Regions from separate parts of the Arachis hypogaea genome. Here region 2 is linked to region 1. A link is a contact called in public Hi-C data. All regions are on one chromosome and are shown on one strand. The core of a region is the stretch at or near the end of the contact, and the rest is flanking DNA. Distances in the headings are between cores, read along the strand shown.

Region 1 (5,939 bases), core at 2,686-5,185:
TGTTTACCTAAATTTGGTGACCAAATGGTGAATTAAAATCAGCATGTTCAACTTTGCAAGCTCATTTCCTGGACAAGAGTGAACTCCGTTGCCAAATGGCATGAAAGTGTTGGGTTTTGGAGCCATCTAAGATTCAAACAGGAACCATACGTGTTTTAGAAAATTTCAATTAAAAATGATATAGTAAATTGATATTTTATTATTATTATTATTATTATTATTATTATTATTATTATTATTATTATTATTATTAGGGGAATAAATTATTTTCAAAAAGCATTATTAATAAAACATACCTCAAATCTTGAGGGGTCAAAATTGTGAGGAGCAGGGTGGAATTCTGGATTATGATGGATGTTCCTGAATAGTGGCATTACCTTCCAACCTTTTGGTATGAGATATCCTAATCATACACATCATGGGAAAAAAACAAGAATTTATAAATCACGTAGGAATAGGCAGCTGATTTTAGTATACACATAACATAATTTTAAGAGAAAAGGATAAATAAGTTCCTAACCTTTTGTTCTGCGGATATTTTTGTCCTTGATCATTGAAAAATACTTTTAAGTCCCTGACATTCACAAAACTTTGACGGATCAGTCCCTCCGCCCAAATGCCTCTGTTAGGGACTGATCCGTCCAAATGCCTCCGTCAAGAATTAATCCGTCCAAATTTTGTGAAAGTCAAAGACTTAAAAATATTTTTTAATGGTCAAAGACAAAAATATCTGCGGGATAAAAGATTAAGAACTTATTTATCATTTTCTCTAATTTTAATAGTATAGTATTTTTACCTTTATATTCTACATCAACCACAGCCTCCCTAAATGTAAAAGATATGATGCTTGCCATCCTTAGGCTTTCCAATATCACCTGCAATAATGCGTCAACATCCATAGACATGAGATCCATTCAAGAAGTTGTTTTTCCAATTAAACCAGAACTTAGAACTTTTTAGTTTTTTTGGCACATTAAGGAATGCATGCTTAAAAAAATTGTATGTTTATGTAATATTTTGTTATATGAAAAAGTCTAAAGCTCAGCAACTTTTGTGTTTTCTGACCAGTACTTAATCATCAAAACAAAAGTGAATAATTTTTTATCATTAGATATAATCTTATACCATTAAAAACACTATTAATAACCAATTGATGGTTACAAAATATCAAAATTGCTGCTCCTAGCATTCCTCTTGTTATATTAATTAATAGAACAACTTTAATAGACGTACGAGTTTATTTGGAAATAATAAATCTTAAGAGAAATATTGCAATAAAGACTTTTTTAAACAACCACATTAACAAATTATATCTACAAGTGTTTCCTAAACATTTTTACATAAATTAATCACAAATTAAAAATATTTAAATTAGTAAATAATAAATATATCCCTTTCATTTCACATTAACTGTTTTTTAATTTTGCATAAATATTAAGATAATTATTAATTTTTATTAAAAATATAAATAACTAAAAGAAAAAATAAAAAAAAAATTATATTATTTTCTTTTTTTATTTGATAAATAAAATTAATTAATAATATTTAATTTATAAAAAGCAAAAATAAAAGAGAAATGTTAGGTAACTAATAATTTTTTTGAACAACATAAACAATTATCAATCAAATCAAAACACACTATACTTTCAAATCACCTACTTAAATTTTAATATTAGAATAACCATCCGCATACCTAATAAAATGAATATTAGATATATCTATTATTCACGTTGTTTAATATTTTTATTATCTACTTATACTTTTTCAAAATAAGAAGAGAAAATTAATTTGAAACAGAAGAAATAGTACGTATAGGTTAGTAAAAGCAAAAAGTATTTATGACGTACCCTATGAGTAAATGGCATATTTCTGGTTTGACCCCATGTCAATGGCATCTTCCCTTGTTCAGTTGCTTCATATACCGCCATCTGCTCTGCCTACAATTCATACAGTGTAATCCCATTATATTATACTGTTGACTCATCAATAAATAAATAAATAAATAATTTCAACGGTTTAATTTATTATGGCCTACATAGATTTGGAAAATCTTTCCATGGGGACAAAAAGCAAAACATGAAAAATTAAACTTGATGAACTAATAACTTACTTTGATTGCTTCAAGAAGTTTCTGGTCATCATGAAGATATTTGAGAATCCATGTTAGAACACTTGCTGTTGTGTCCTGAGCCGCAAACAGAACCCCAATAACGTTATCTGCTATTTGTTCATCCGTTAATGTTTTCCCCTTTTCATCTCTGTAGTTCAACATGTGACCCAATAGATCCTTCTCCATCAATCTTTGCTCCTTCCTCTTGCTAATTATTTCACTTATTATCTCCCTGATCCTCTTCCTAGCCTTTAACATATTTAAACAAAAAAGAGAAAACATTAAATACGTGAAGAATGGAACATTTTACTTGTTTTTATTTCTTTTTAATTTTTCAATTGTAATAAGTTCTACTGTAAGTGTTAACTGCTTTTTTTTTCTTAAAAACCCAACCATATTACATAAACATGGAAAATACAGGTTGTATACTGTCAAATTAAAAATGTTAAAAGAAAAAGATGAGTAGGTTTCAATTGTAATAAGACTTTTGATTATTTTTCTTTAAAAGAAAATAATGTAGAAAAAGCTTACCAAGAGTGCTTTGGAGTATGAAGTTCCACGAATCATTGTTTGGAAAGAATTGTAGCCTTTCTCAACTATGCTGTAGTTCTCTTTAAGCTGATCTCTATAATTTCCTTCCAAGTTACCAAACACTGAGAGGATCCCAATGTTGAAAGAGAACTGTCAACAAGTGAGTTAGAAAAATCAATAATATAGATCATGACCTTACAATAATAATGGAGGACCCATATATTTATGAGGAACGAATCAACAAATAATAACAAAATCCAAATCCAAATCTAACGCAATGCAATAAAATTAAATCATCAAAAGAGACAATATTAATGGATACCTTAATTTTATTTTTATTATTATCGCATTCATCACATCAAAAATATACTGTTGTTAAGAGAAGATGTACATGAATGATTATATTTTTAGAAAGTAAGTAATGAAAGGAACCTTTTTCATTTCTTGGAAGGCGTTGACGACGTCTCCGGCGGAGACCCAGGATTCCAAGGAGGAAACAACCTCGGTCTCGATGTCCGGGATGAGTCGGCGGATGGTGTCGGGGGATAGGGAGTTCTGGACAAGCTTCCTTATAAGGGTATGGTAGTGGCCTTGGTGGAAGAACAATGCAGAAGGACCTATGAGCTTCTCTTTGCTTTTTGGGTATGTTGGCTTGAACAAGTGCGCGTGTGTCACCAACACAAACCGCGCACCCTCGGGACTCGCCAGCATCACGCATGGACAACCTAGTATGTGTGTCTTAAAAATCTCCCCATATCTGCACACCATACGAACAATAAATAGGTTAGTAATAATATCAATAAACTTATTTATTTATGTCTAACAGAACCTATTCTTTGATAGTTTTAAGAACCTTTTCTGTTTGGACGCGAAGAAGATGTTAGGGTCCTGCGAATAAAGCTGAAGAGTCTCTCCAACGTAAGGCCAACCCATTGAACCAGGTGGAAGCTTAGGCTTATTAGCTACGTTTTCGACTTTGTCTCGTTTCTTTGTTAGAAGATTTGAGAAGAAGAATAAGAACAAGAGGAGGAAGCACATCCATGATAGTAATAATAATAAGGTAGATATAGAAGCACTAATCTCCATACAATATTATTATAGCGCCTTAGCTAGCTTTTTCTTCTTTAATTGGTGATGATAACAAAGGATTATTCAAGTTCCCGCAGTAGTTTGCGGGTGAAGAGAACGAGGAAATTATTAAATGGAAGAATAGGGTAGCTTGCGGTGTTGTGTTCTCTTTGTTCAAAGTTAATGAAGGATACGTTGGAGTTAGATGGTATATATAGAGGCAACAAGTACGCACGGTTGGGAGGCATGGGTCTTTATCTACATACTAATCAAATTTCAAATTAATAATGATTATCTTTTTTAGTTAGATTTTAGTTAAAATGAGATTTCAAGGTACATATTATTGTGAGTAAAATACTGTGTATCTAATTCATAAAAAAAGTCATTCAAATATATATTACTTTTGGAAACATAAAAAATAATTAAAAAGTCGATTTTGATTTATTTTAAGAAGTTATTAAGAGAATAATTAGAGAATGAATTAAAATTCTTTATTATTATTATTATTATCATTATTATTATTATTATTGTAATTTTTATTTTCAATAAATACACTGAAGATTTAAAATTTATTTTTTTTAAAAAAAATTTTAATAGATAAGTCTATTTAATATGAACGCTAGAAGCAAATTCTAGTTTAACAATTTGAGTTATTATAAAAATTGTTCACGTTTAACCCAAAATGTTTGAGCGCTACTATGTATAGTATATATACACTACTACTGTATGGATAACTGCGGCCAAATAGTCAAATGGATCGGACAAATAAAGCATTTCTGATGGATCTCAATTCTCATGGATAAATGTTACAAAAAGAATGATGAGGTGTGACGTGAAGAAGGAGCCCTTATATAATCTGTGTGGTCAAGGTTTCGATTTTAAGTATCTAAGATGGGAATGGTTTGTAATTGTTTTTGAGCTTTTTTTTATTTTGATTTTTTTTATGGAATAAGAAGATGTATTATTATTATTATTATTGTTATTATTATTATTATTATTATTATTATTAATTTAGTGATGATTAATATTATAGTTTTAGGTTAAAAGCTTACAAGTGTTGCTGATGTATGTATTTATTATGCAGAAAATTAATATGTTTAATAACAAGTTTAAATGACCATAGACTGCACTCATCCTCATTGCTGATCTATGTCAAATGTATCTAACATTCTAACTAAATATTCTCTTCTTTCTTCTTTCTTCTAATTGTAACTTACGTGACTAACCCTAAATTAAAAAAAAAAAAATTTCACAAGTAAAACAGAAATGTTTAAAATAGAGTTCAAGCATTAAAAAAAAAAAAAAATTATAAAGTATTGACATTGAAAAGAAAAAAGAGAAAAAAAAGTCAAAAGTTAAAACTAAAAGAAAAATAAAATCAAAGGTTAGATCAGAAGAAAAATCAGCGTAGCAATAATTTTATTTTTGTGTTATCATTCTAGTTTATTGAAATTGTCCTTTTCATACATGTACCATTCGGGTAAGAAGAAGAAAGTGAAAGTTTTGTATCTTTGTTGAAAATCAAAAGTCACAATTAAAACTTGAAGCTAAAGAATGGATCAATGTTTTTAGATTTTTGAAGTCAAAGAAAAAGGAAGAAAGAGAAATAGCTAGATAAGAATTCAAGCCAACTCTAATCACTGCTGCTGTCTCATTTTTTCTCTGTGTTTCTGCTCTAACTTTTAGGAAAGAAGAACAAAGTCAAAGATGTTCAACCAATCTCAAAATTTGGAAGCTTTACTCTTATTTAAAAGGATAAACGGCCAGAAATTGAAGTAAAGAGAGTGAACATACCATTTGGTCTTCATAGCTTTCGAGTCTAACCTCCTCTTTCTTCTTCTTCATGATTTTACATTAAATTTTCTATTCTTTAGTTTTATTCTTCTTTATTTTTCAATTAATAAAAAAAGGCAAATATATAGATATTAGTAAAAGCCATTGAAAAAAAAGACAAAGAGAATAATATTGGAGAAAAATAAAAAATTATGTCAAATTCTTTTGTATGTATTTTTGCTTTATATTCATGATCCTGAGAGGATTCTCTTACTAAGTTGGATGAACACTTAGTGATTAGAAATCTAGGAAGTGAACCTAGCCAAATCAAGTTTGGATAGAAGTTTAATTGGTTTGTCCTTAATAGAATATGGTTAAATCCTTAGGAATTAGTGTTTATAATCTTTGATAAAGATAGTGAAAATTTCACCATAATGGTGGAGACTGAATGTAAGTA
Region 2 (5,866 bases), core at 403-2,902, 150 kb after region 1:
CATAAAAAATCAAAGAGTTGATGATGCATTTTTTAAGAGAAAGGCTAATATTTAAGAAGGAAAATATATAACTTTTACAATATCAACACCTGTAAATAGTTCTTCTACTTTAATGAATCATGAAGAAAGTAAGATACAACCTTTAAAAGTTTAAAGAGTTGCATCTGATGAGTTTGACCTTAATTCTTTGGAACGATACCATTAAAAACGGCTTCAAATTTTACAATATCACCCAAATCAGAGAGATGAAGTTAGACGAGCTTATCTTAAATGGGGTCCATATCAAAAGTATCTTGACAATTATCTTCTATCTGGCCCCCCAAAATTTCGTTTCAAGCTCCGCCACTGAATACATTATTGATATCAAACCGGTACATATTTATTTACCGGTAAATTTTCTGAGAACATAATTCGAACTACACCTATATATAATCCCAATTAAGCATAGCGTTAATGGTAACAGCGTAGTGACTATTTCTATAGCTACGTATATACAAGTACTTGGTAGACCAAGTGGGAATGAAATATATATATGTGCGTCATGCTCCCCACCAAACTAAACCCATTACTATTGCCTAGTGCATGAAAGCCATGCACATTCACATTCTCTTATTACATATGAAACTGGGCCCCTAGCTAGCTGCTAGAGGGATCCAAATAGACAATGCTCACTTTGCACTTCTTCATGGAAACATCTTTATTTTCGTTACGTCCATAAATTCAACATTTAAAATGTGGTTCCATATTACAACCATGCGCAATGAAACTTTTGCAATCAGCATGGTGACCTTATTAGTTTTTTTACTTGAGTTTTTACTTGGGCTATTAGCTATAGCGCTAATAATAATAGTGGTTAGTCAGTTAGGTAGTTAGAGTTTGCTGACTCAACTTGTTTGGTACAATAGATATTTTTTTTGAGTAATGTTTAGGAAATTATTTTTTTTAACTAATATTTTTAAAATTATTTTATTTATCTTAAATTATAAACCTTAAATCATAAATTTTTAATTCTGAATATTAAATTATAAATTTAGATTCTAAAATTAGTTTATGTTATCTGAATAAAAATTAATTTTTATATTTTATATTTTTTATTGTTTTTTTGTTAGGGGTATTCTATCTAACTGACTGTAGAATTGGTTAGCTGAAACTAACTATAGAACAGACTACTCAATTGATATTGGATTCTTGATAACAAGTGGTTGTTCGGCATATTTTTTCATCTTCAGTATTATTTTATTTTGCCATTGTTAAACGAGTTAGTTCTTACTTTCAGTCTTACGTATTACATTTTTTATATCGAAAATAAAAATTTAATATTCTTTCATATTTATTTTAGAAATTAATAGTTATTCTTTAAAAATTAACAATTTTATATATTTTATTATGTGGGTTAACTCGATTATTATTCGTGTGACCCAAGTTAAACGATGCAATTTTATTATATAATTAGAAATATAAAATTATTACGTGACACTACAAGAAAAAAAATTTTTAGCGACAAACTTTTAGCGGCAATAATGTTATTGCCACAATTTCTCTTTTTAAAATTATTATTTAGTGGCAAATATATATTTACCATTAATACTATAAATTACAGTGGCCATTTCAACTATTGCCACTAAAAGAAAGCTAAAATTTAAAAAATAACAAAAAAACAAAAGGAACCTAAACCATGAAACTCAAAAACATGACTCTCTGCCTCGCCACTCTCCTCACACAAAACCACTCTCAGTGCCTTATTCTCAATGAGAAATGAGAACCGCACACCAATCTTCTCATTCTTCTTCTTCTTCTCGATTTCGCTCTCGCTCTCGCTCTCACTCTCCATCATTCCAGGTTCTTCATCACTCAAATTTCTTTCCAGTTTTCATCTCAATCTTAATCGCGCTCTAAATCCTTTTTCTCGGACAAGGTTGTGCTGATTTTGATTGAACTCAATCGCGCTCTAGTAATCAGATATGAGTTAATTCTCTCTCGATTCTGATTTTTGTGCTCCCAATTTGTGTTCTATTGCATCCTTTTCCCATATCTCTTATCAATTTTTCTCCCACATTGGATTCCGCTTTTCTTAGTTCCGATTCCTATCGCATGCACTTATTGCAGGTTGAACTCGTAATTCATTGATTTAGAATCAAAGTTTCGAGTATTTTCTTTGCCCAATGACGTTATCGGTTTCAGATTTTGGTAATTTAATTTTTTTTTGCGATATCATTTTTCCCTTCGATATTTCAAACTTCTTTGAAATTCATAACAGTCTTGGTATCCATCCTGTAATTTCCTCCACCCAGCAGGTCTCACAATAGTCACCGTCGCTCTGGATCTGGTTCCCATAACAAAATACGGGTATCTGATAATGAAAGTTTTGATAGCAATAATGGCTTGACCACAGGGGCTATTATAGGCATTATTATAGGTTCAATATTGGTGGCTGTTATTTTGATACTTGCTCTTTTCTTCTATGTCCGAAAGCAAAAGGGGAAGGAAAAGGTTACAAGAACTTCTAGTGGGAGCCTTCCTCATGGAACTACTAATGGTGAATTCTTTTCTATACCTCTTTGTTTCCAAATATATTTTCTAATCATGTAATTTGCTTTCTTTGTTGAACCTAATCTAATAAAGTATGCTTAAATCTGGCCCAATCTTTGTTCAATATTAATATTTAGAGGCAATGAGGTCGTAGCTATATAGTAGAAGTGATTAGAAGGCCAGCGTGAGGGAATTATGATTTGGAAATTCATATTCACTATTTTTTACATAGGAACAAATTTTCTTTATGCTACAATAGTCATTTGCATTATCATCCTTTTGAAGCTACTATTCCATAAATGGTTTTTTCATTCTAAATTCCAACTATTTTCTTATTCTTTGGAGGTGAAGGATGTTGTATATGTATCCTGAACAGTATAGCTTTTCTTTTTGGTTTGTACTTGCAGTGAATCCTCAGATGCAAGAGCAGAGGGTAAAAAGTGCAGCTTTGATTATGGATCTCAAGCCTCCACCTGTTGAGCACATCGAGTTTATAAAGGCTCGGCACATCGAGTTCATAAGAAAATGTGGTAATAGTTCATAAGAAAATGATGAAGAGTGAGTGAAAGAAATGAAACAACAAGAGTAAAGACGAGCAACGATTTACTGCGGATACCGCTAAGCTCAGAAAGTCCTAGGAACCATCCATATCCTCTACTTTTCTGGATAAAGCAAGTCACAATTCTTAGCCTTTTTTTTTCTTTTTATGTTGAATTTATTATCACGTTATTCTAAAATAATAATTTGAGATTTTCTAATTGAATAATGGTGTGTTGTTTGGTCGTTGTAGATGAAAGCAAGCTTGTCAGGTGGTCATTTCAGGTTGATTAACGAGAAGCTCTACACTTGCACGTATGTACTATTATTCACTTTTTCACTCAGTTTGTCTTTTTTAAGTTTTTGAGTTGTGCATGGTAGTAATTTTAGCCTGTGATGCAAGGAAACACCAATGAAGCAAGGTGTACAAGGCATGTCATACTTTTATTTGTAGTTGTTTGAATATTGATGGCAGGAGAGCTGCACATCAAGAAGTACATTTTTTTGGCGGTTTTTTTGTTTTCCCTTAGAACTTGCTTGTTGTTGATTTGCTTCATGCCTTGAGGATTTGACCATTGTAGCCTGTATTGGGAATTCTAAATGGTTCTTATTGCTCGAATTCGGCACCCGTACATTGTGGAATGCAAAGAGGCTTGGGTTGAGAAGGTGAATTTTCTTGACCCTTATTGAGTTTCTCTATGTTATCATCATACATACAAACACTTAATTTCTCTTAACAATTTTCTTAATAATTGCAATGTGTTGTAAACAATAAATAGTTCTATTATGCTAAGCTCATCTTACTTGTATTGTAGGGTTGCTTTGTCTGCATTGTTACTGGATACTGTGAAGGTGGAGACATGTGAGTCAATTATCGTACCTATGAACTTGCTGGTCAATAAGTTAAGAAATTCTGCATGACCAATAACTTGTAAGTTTGTTGTATCTTGTCTTCTCTTCAAATCTTTAACAGGGCTGCATTGATGAAAAAATCAAATGGGGGTATACTTTTCGGAGGAGGTATTCTTGTCTCATGAATGCAGATATATTTGAATGTTCTACATCTTGGATTTTTTTTCCCCTTAAGTTATTTTGGTTTGCTCACATTGAAAGTGTTTGACATTCTCAGAAACTCTGCAAGTGGTTTGCACAATTACTCTTAGCGGTGAAATATCTAGATTCAAATTATGTATTACATCGTGACTTAAAGGTAAAATACTTGTTGGAAACAAACAGTGCATCCTTCAATGTTTTGATCTTTCAATTTGAAAATCTAGTGCTCAAATTCAATTTTATTTCTTTTAATATAATTTTAAAGCTTGGTCATTCTATCATGTCCTTTCTGATTGCTGCATTTTCTTTTTTATAAATAGCTTGCAATAATATATATACACAATCATTGTTCTAGTCTCAAAATTAAAGATGATGAGGTTTGTCTTTGAAGCGATTCCTTATCATGTTTCTCATAATCCCCAATTGGCTATAGTCATTCTTGTTATTATTTCATGTTGTGTCAAAGGTATAAGCTGTGAATAACAGAATCTAGGAAAGAAGAATGAAATTATCCCAGCCATCTTTGTGTTTGGGGACTCCATAGTGGACACAGGTAACAACAACTTCATCAAAACTATTGCCAAATGCAATTTCCCACCATATGGTAGAGACTTTGCTGCTGGAGGATATAAACCTAATGGGAGGTTCAGCAATGGTTTAGTCCCTTCAGATTTCATTGGTACAAACTTCAATTACTTGCCATTGCATGTAGTAGTCAACATAATCATATTATAAAATTGGTACAAACTTCAATTACTTCAATTTTTTTTCTTTTAAGAGTTAATAAAAATTGAATTTTTATATTATAAAATTATTTATTCTAAAAAATTTAAATCAACAAGAAAATACACAACATCATCATCATCATCATCATCATCATCATTACACTCCTAACTACGTGTAGATAAATAATTGATATTGCTTGTGATTTAGGGTGCAATGTCACTATCAGATCAATTAGATAAATTGGGGGAGTACCAAAAGAAGATACGGGAAGCAGTTGGAGAAAACAGAGCAGAAAAGAAAATGCCAGGCACAGTTATTACAAAGTATGTTGTTGCTAATGAACCTGGTGGTAGAAAGAGGGAGGAGATTTTTGTTGACGTAATTGGAAAAATAAGTGTCACATTCAACTCTAGCGTAAGTGATTTGAGAGTAACTTGTTCTTCTTAGATATGGTTCATTCATTTTATGTGCTATGATGTCTTATGCTTCTGCCAAATGTTAAGCTTTTTTATGAGTTTCTTGCTTGAAACAGGGATATATACTTACTAGTGAGATAGACGGCACCATTCAAATGAAGAGTTACCTTACGGGTAACCCAGAGATTCGGCTTGCTCTCAATGATGACCTGAGTATAGGAAGAAGTGGTAGGTCAACCTATTGCATACTTTACGCCCCTTGAAATGCTTAGAAAGTTATTTATATAGTTGTTTCCTAGCATAGATTGAGACTACCGAGTGCCTTGTAGATTGTAGCATGTCTTTGTGTCATACTTTCCTTACTTTATTATATTTTTGTATACTTAGATATTGAGAAGATTCTAGATTGTCTAGTATTATTAATGATATGGTTTACCAACACTGGCTTGGTAGAATGGTATGTAACCCCGTCCTCTTTGCACTAATAATTAATCAGGTTCCTAATAATAGGGTGTGGATCAAGGTGACAGATTACAAGGAAAAAATATGGCTTGGTTTTACTTGAGGAACTGATAGTTGGAAAATTTTCATGAAATTGTCGAAGT

The links. Hi-C and Micro-C count contacts between places; a contact is called where the count stands out from the background.
Region 2: a Hi-C map of leaf shows a contact between it and region 1, with 3 times the contacts expected there. The contact joins the promoter of LOC112782984 here to the promoter of LOC112785268 in region 1. A contact is called at or near these places in 2 of 8 Hi-C or Micro-C datasets (leaf and an unstated tissue).

Annotation. Positions count from the first base shown.
Region 1 is chr20:50,102,617-50,108,555 of arahy.Tifrunner.gnm2.J5K5, forward strand. It overlaps LOC112785268 (abscisic acid 8'-hydroxylase 4), which reads right to left and starts at 3,936. Exons shown (of 9, transcript XM_025828726.2): 1 at 3,495-3,936; 2 at 3,074-3,398; 3 at 2,642-2,791; 4 at 2,111-2,359; 5 at 1,848-1,937; 6 at 797-875; 7 at 297-403; 8 at 8-126. The coding sequence starts at 3,727.
Region 2 is chr20:50,253,340-50,259,205 of arahy.Tifrunner.gnm2.J5K5, forward strand. It overlaps LOC112782984 (AP-4 complex subunit mu-like), which reads left to right and starts at 1,653. Exons shown (of 14, transcript XM_072231459.1): 1 at 1,653-1,839; 2 at 2,107-2,187; 3 at 2,295-2,536; 4 at 2,937-3,200; 5 at 3,320-3,732; 6 at 3,882-3,928; 7 at 4,040-4,086; 8 at 4,196-4,276; 9 at 4,586-4,798; 10 at 5,053-5,259; 11 at 5,378-5,489. The coding sequence starts at 5,059.